2 separate regions of the Zea mays genome follow, and region 2 is linked to region 1. The links are chromatin contacts, called in public Hi-C maps. All regions are on one chromosome and are shown on one strand. The core of a region is the stretch at or near the end of the contact, and the rest is flanking DNA. Distances in the headings are between cores, read along the strand shown.

The links. A called contact is a pair of places that touch in the nucleus more often than the background predicts.
Region 2: a Hi-C map of endosperm shows a contact between it and region 1, with 3 times the contacts expected there. The contact joins the enhancer-like site here to the promoter of LOC100281271 in region 1. A contact is called at or near these places in 11 of 25 Hi-C or Micro-C datasets (bundle sheath, ear, endosperm and 3 more) and 1 of 3 datasets of contacts at active chromatin or transcription factors (seedling).

Annotation. Positions count from the first base shown.
Region 1 is chr2:62,909,679-62,912,919 of Zm-B73-REFERENCE-NAM-5.0, forward strand. It overlaps LOC100281271 (inhibitor of apoptosis-like protein), which reads right to left and starts at 1,436. Exons shown (of 2, transcript NM_001154992.2): 1 at 897-1,436; 2 at 1-807. The coding sequence starts at 1,370. The coding sequence ends at 277.
Region 2 is chr2:62,950,913-62,954,290 of Zm-B73-REFERENCE-NAM-5.0, forward strand. No RefSeq gene overlaps it. Among protein-coding and RNA genes, the nearest start is that of LOC100281271, 41 kb to the left of the region's middle. Within about 2 kb of position 1,524, at least 19 of the 20 cell types and tissues checked have an H3K27ac peak or open chromatin away from gene starts, as enhancers often do. A contact at or near this core is called in bundle sheath, ear, endosperm and 4 more, where this site is marked.

The DNA.
Region 1 (3,241 bases), core at 186-2,685:
AACAAGCCAACACTACCCCAAAAAAAAATACTACTAGCACATCTGAGAAACAAGGTACCAGAAAGATATTCCAGGGGAGAACAGAAGTTAGTGCCAATTACCAGTAGTACAGCTAACTGCGTCTAAAATTAGCCTACTATGCTGCAACTTGGAGCATCTCTACATTTACTACTCAACAAAGCTCGCCGCCTGACCCCGGGAGCCAGCGGATCTCATTGGACAACGAGTGCCGCCACCGCGCGGGACCAACACGCCGGCAGGGCCCCTCCCGCCTCGTCACAGCAGGACCTGGAGCGAGGCGTTCTTGCTAGCGCCGCAGACGGGGCACGCCTCGGCGGCGGCCTCGCACGCGCGGCACAGGCAGAGGTGGCGGCACGGGAGCAGCAGCACGGACGCGTCGCCGCCTCCGCAGGACTTGCACGACGGCGGCGAGGAGCCCCGGGACGCGGCGTCGCAGTCGTCGGCGACGGGGCCCGGCGGGGAGGTCTCGAAGCAGCAGGACCGCGCGTCCTCCGCCTCGCCGCCGCCAACGCCGGCGCCGGGCTGCTGCTGCTGCAGCAGCTGGTCCAGCGTGGCGCGGAGCCCCGCGGCGACGGCCTCGTGGCTCCGGGCGACGCCCAGCCACGCCTGCCCCTCGGCGGCCAGCTGCCGGAGCCTCTCCTCCAGCTCGGCGTTGCGGCGGCGGGCGCGCCCCAGCTCGGCCTCCGCCAGCCGCAGCCGCCCCGCCGCGGCGCGCTGCACGGCCGCCGCCACCGCGCGCGCGTGCCTCCGCCGAGCCTCCTGCAGCCCCGCACGCATCCTCTCGGTCTGCGGCAAGACCACGCGAGCAAGAGTCAGACAACGTGTGGGGGAGCTCGCCGGATCTGTCAAGACGGCAACGACTGACTACCACGCACCTCGAGCCGCACCAGCGCGTCGATCTCCATGCCCTGGCGGTAGAGCAGCGACAGGACGCCGTTGGTGGTGGCCGCCGCCCGACCACTGGTGGACGCCGCGCCGCACCCTGCCTCCCTGCTCTGCACGTCGCCGGCGAACACCTGGCCCTGCGGCACCGGCAGAACCAACCCCTGCTGGTGGGCATCATCCAGGAACCCGGGCGCGACGCGTGCACGCTTCCTCGGGAGAAACACGTTGCTGTTGTCGCCGCCGCCGCCGTTGCAGGTGAGCTCGCTGCGCGGCTGGGTGTCGCCAAACGCGGCGACCTCGAAGGGCGCCGGCGCCGGCGCCGGCGCGCACCCGCCGAAGCCGAGCTCGTCGAGGAACGCGGAGCCGCCGCCGCCGACCGTGGCGCCCTCCAGTGCCCTGAAGGCGTGCCCCATGTCGTGGGGCAGGAAGGCGGGGTTGAGTAGGTGCTGCGCCTGGACGGCCATGGACACCGGCCTTGTCTTTGCGGGAGAGGGGGAGGAGATGTGGTTACTGACTACTGGGTACTGGGTAGTGCAAGGGCAAGGGGTGGGAGGGAAGTTATATATACGGGGGGTCGGGCGGGGCGGGGAAGACACGTTGGGTGTGTGGGGCGCCTGCAAGGAGACAAAAGCTGCCGGTTTTTTGTTTATCTTGACGAGGAGAGGGAGGCAGGGCAAAGGCCCAGGCAGGCGGCAGGCGAACGGATTGGATGCTGCTGCGACCTCTCTTTTTCCCCGCCTTTAATAATGGCGATCGTTTACGCCGGAACCAATACCTTTTTTTTTATCCCGCCTCGCCTTGTCTGCGCCACCACGCTTCTTTTTCTTTTCCCGTCAATCTGTCATGGTTTTTCTTTTCCTTTCATTTTGTTGTCTGGCGATTGATTGGCGTGACCGTGATGCGAGACGTGGAGTAGAGTGGTGGTGGTCCTCGTGGACCAGCACACAAAGGGTGGCCTACCTACCTCTGGCCTCTGGTAGCATGCTGCCTGCTTGATGCTGTGCCTTTTTTTCTTTATTTGCTCGATTATGGTTGTATTTCTAAATTTTACTCTATAAATTATTGTTTAAAAATTTATTTACATAAAAAATATACTTTCTATATTTTTCAATCTTCAACAACTTTTTCTATATTTTATTTATACTCTAGAGAGTCTTCACGTTTCCTATCTTTAACTATATTCGAATAATCATTTAAATAAGATGTTAGAGTTTATTTTCTATATTTAAATGCTAATGGTCAGCATCAGAATGTCTAGCGTGCACCTAATATGGTGCATCTAACATGGCATCTGGATAGCGCTTAAAAAGAATGCGAGAGGATTTGCACTGACTAGACGTATCCAATGAAGCACCAAATATGACACTAGATAGGACATCCTAAGAGGGTTGTAGATGCGCGTGAGACACTGAGCACTCATCAGATGTATCTAATGAGGCACCAGATGCGACACTATACAAGACACTCATATATGTGTTGTAATGTGCACATCAAGCGGTGTACTCACTAGACGTGTCTTGTGAGGGTTCATTTATACCAAGAGATACTGATATAATAATAGGTAGTTTTTGAACTAGCCATTGAAGCTTGCATCGAACATGTACAATAGTGGAGGTATGTGTGCATTAGACATGTCTGGCTAGTTCTCTATCTTTGAGCTACATATATCTCTACATCTTGTCCATTTGAGGTCTTTTAACCATTTGTTCAGCTGAACAAAACCTATTAGAGTGAAAGCGAGAGCCTTTGCCTAGTGAGATAATTGATTTGATAATCGTGAAATTAGTGGTCTCATTAGTGTATTGCGAGTAGCGATACAAGTGTGCACCCACCATTCTCATTAGCCTTGGTCTAGTAAAGTGAGATTTTGTGCTTGTTATTGTTGATGATCGACATCACCTATATGGTTTGATGGTGATAAAAGTTTGGTGGTCACCCAATGAATATTATGTGTTGCGCAACTCAAGGTGCAAATAGTTGCAAGTGATTCACTATACTAGAGTGACGAAGAATTGATACGTAGATAGAACTTAACCTTGTGTGGTTCAATGAGAAGCGATACTCTTGTATGAGTACTATGATAAAGACCAGTAGGGAGTAGGGAGTGTCAACGGTTTGATACCTCAGAAAAGTTATCTCCTTATTTTAACCTTTCTTACTTTGAGTATTTATATTTGAGCAATTGAATGATTGCCTTTACGTTACTTGAATTTTCATATTATAATAAAGTTGGACCTATAGTGTGAAACTTTTGTGATCCAATAGAAAATATTTTTAGACACAAAAAAGAATAAAATAGGATATTCGATAGAATTTAAATACTGTAAAAAAATAG
Region 2 (3,378 bases), core at 274-2,773, 41 kb after region 1:
ATAGAGGATAAAATAAGTGAGAATTCTGCGCAAAAACCATAGACAACGATTCGGCGGCCATAGCATACCATAGTTACCACCAAAATACCTTGTCCACTATTATTAATAATAACTCGATCTGTTGGTGGTAAGTTGCAGTTGTCAACCATAAAAAATAAAAAGAAAAAAAAAGAGCGAGACGAGACCTGCACGCTAGCTACGTACCGGCAACGACGACCGAACGACGAGCAGTGACATCAGTCGACTTCGGGCACCGGCGGCCTATTCGCCCATCCTCATCTACTACTATGTATACGTCGCGGCCAGCCGTGCAAAGAGGGTGGCGCCGGACCGGACGCGTGAGTGACGATCCACCCCGTCGGCGTCGTCTACCGGCCGACGAAGACGCGCGGAACGAATCCTGGCCGATCCAGTTGCCCGGCCCCGGCGGCGTGCCTCACCCTCCGCTTCTCTCGCGTCACGCTCGCTAGCTAGCTGCAGTGTCGCGACGTGGACTGCCAGCCTACCGGCGTACGTACGTACGTGACGGCTCTGCTTTCTATGGCCATACAGATTGAGATATATACAGTGCCGCGCGCGCGGGTGTTTATTTAAGAGTATGTCCAAGAGACTACTAATTTTTAACTCTATATTTGACTATATATTTAATTTTTTTATAAAGATTACACTCTATATGTATCATCTCACTCTAACAAACTATCTATCTAGTTTGGCTAGTCAGTTGGCTAGCCAAATTTGGCTAGTGAGAGAGTCAATTTGAAGAGTCATATAGCTTGGCGAGTTAAATAGCTAATCTGTTAGAGAGTTATTTTGCTATTAGAGAGTTAAATAGCTATCAGATAGTACGGCCACCTCTACGTACTCCTGCAGGTAGACTATAACGCTTTGGTAACCCCATTTTTTCTAAAGAATTTTCATTTTTATAAGGAAATTAGTTCATTTCCACTTGAAAAAATAGAAATTTATTTAAAAAAATTGGAGTTTTCAAACTATCACTTCATTATTTTTTTAACTTGTCACAGTCAGTTCGACGACGTACGTGCGCTTGCAGCCGCCGAGTAATAATAATAGCAGTGGTGCTGATCGAGCTGCCAAGGTTCCACTTCCACGTCGATGCGACGAACACGGACGAAACCGACAAGGGAGGAGCGCGGGATGGAGGCCACACACACGACGTACGGTTCCACGTCGTCCGACGGGGAATGGGATCGGAATCGGATGCTCTCGGACGTGTGAGGGGGAGAGACAGAGACCGAGGGAGCGAGCCTTTTTCCAGCGCCATGTGCGACGGGGACCGGCCGGCTCCGACATGCCGGGCGTGGCTTCCAACGCCGTGCAGCGACCCACGAACCAACAGCTTGGTGCGCGCGGTACGGAGGCGCTGTTCCTCGTCCGGTCTCGTTGGTTGGACTGGACGGAGCAGCTAGCTAGCCGTGCGGCCGTGCCCAAGCAAGCAAGCATAGCACATGGCGGATCACATGCGTGCGCGTTCGGTTAGCAGTTGCGGTGACAGGCACGGCACAGGCGCGCGCGCGGAGGGAGTCCGCGTCACGTCAAAGCTTTAGCTGAACTCGATGCTCTCCACGCCTCTACTGTGAGGTGGTCGTCGAGATCGGCGGTGGTGCCACGCTTGTTCTGCCTGCCTGGAACGCTGGACCTGGGTGGATGGGTCTGATAATTGGCGCGGGGCGCAGAAAGGGACCGGCGAACAAAGGCGTGATGGACACGGTCCATGAGGAAACGCACCGCGTGCGCGTGCCGTCGCTGTACTCGCCTTTGTCCGTGTCTCCTGGCCTGCACTGCACGTCCGGTCCACCTCGTCCGCGCGCGCAGGCGATCGATTGAAAAGTTTTTTTTTTTGCGCGGGTAGCAACAAGAGGTCTCCCTCAAGCGTGGATTACTACTTGCTCTCGTCTGTCCTGAGTGGAGTGCGTGGTGCTTGGTTTTTAGTTTGCAGATGCAAAGGAATTTTCGGGAGTTAGAAAAAAAAAACCCAATACACTCGTGACTACGAATGCTTGGTCATCGATGTTTTACGCTTCGGTATTTAATATATACCATCACTCGTTACTACGAATTTGGCATCACTACTAGTACTAAAACTGTTTTTTTAAAGACCGGTAGCGATTGATAGTCACCTACTTTAGTGTATCGGGTAGCTCGTCTAGTTCAAGCTTCTCATAGCTTGTTTGGTATACCTCGTTTTCTTCGAGTTGTTTTCCATGCGATTACATTAGTGTAGGTACGACACCACGTTATCTAGATCTTGAGATTCAAATTTTTGTGCTTATTGCTACGAAGGCAGAAGCAATCATTTAAATCTAAAATCTTCGCTCGATATCAGCAGGGGATCTTGGATACAGATTTAGGATGGAAAAATAGTGCTGAACTCAAACTAATAAATGTCGATACCTATTACCATAGAAAATGGGGCCACCTCTGTTTTTTTTTTTTTGGTTTGAACTAACCTCCGCTAGTGTTAGAAAAAAATCTTGGATGCTATCTGTCATCAAATGAGTGCACAGGCCTGTTTGGTGCCTTTTAGAACCAAAACTTATATTGTAACGCCTACTTATATTGTTGTTATGGATAATGATACGCTTTGGATTTTTATAACCATCACTACGTCAGTGGTTTATAGAACGTTTTGCGAAAAGGGCACAGATAAGTTATGTAGTACTAGTACGGTCGAATGAGCTCAGTCCGAACCGGTCTTTTGAAGAAGCTGTGTGCATATGCTGCGTGTGCCAATCATTTACGGCCAACCCTTTCCCATTTTCTTTTGGTTTCCTTTTTGCCAAGCAATATCCAGCCAGCTTTTGGTGAGCCCCGGTGGGTCCGCGGCAGGCCTCAGGGCTCCCCTTTGGCGCGGCACAAATTCCCCGAAAGCCACCGCACGGCACGGCACACGCGTGACGCATCTGCATCTCCCGTCGCCGTCTTCCTCCTTCCGTCTGTCTATCACTCTATCCTCGCGACCACGCGACGAGGGAGAATTATTATAAAGTAAAGAAGGAAAAAAAGAATCGCCAGGCGATGGGGCCCACTTAGACCATGCGGAAAGAAAAGAGTGGTAGAGAATCGGAGAGAAGTGGCCCACGTGACAGCATGGCCCCAATTATCAGATCGTCACTGATTGCTATGCTACACGGTGGTGGCCTCGGCGTGGGCGACGACTGGGCGTGAACGGCTGTGGCCCGTGGTGCTGTTGGGTACTGCACATCGCAGTCGCGGCTGTAATAATTTTGTTTTTGCTCGGTAAAGACTAAAGATCGTGCGATCCAAATGCCCGAGCTGGCTGCGGCCCACATGATCCACGCAGCGTCGTGCCTCAGGTAATAGAGGGCGCGGGTGCGGATCCCTAGTTACTCTATAGTA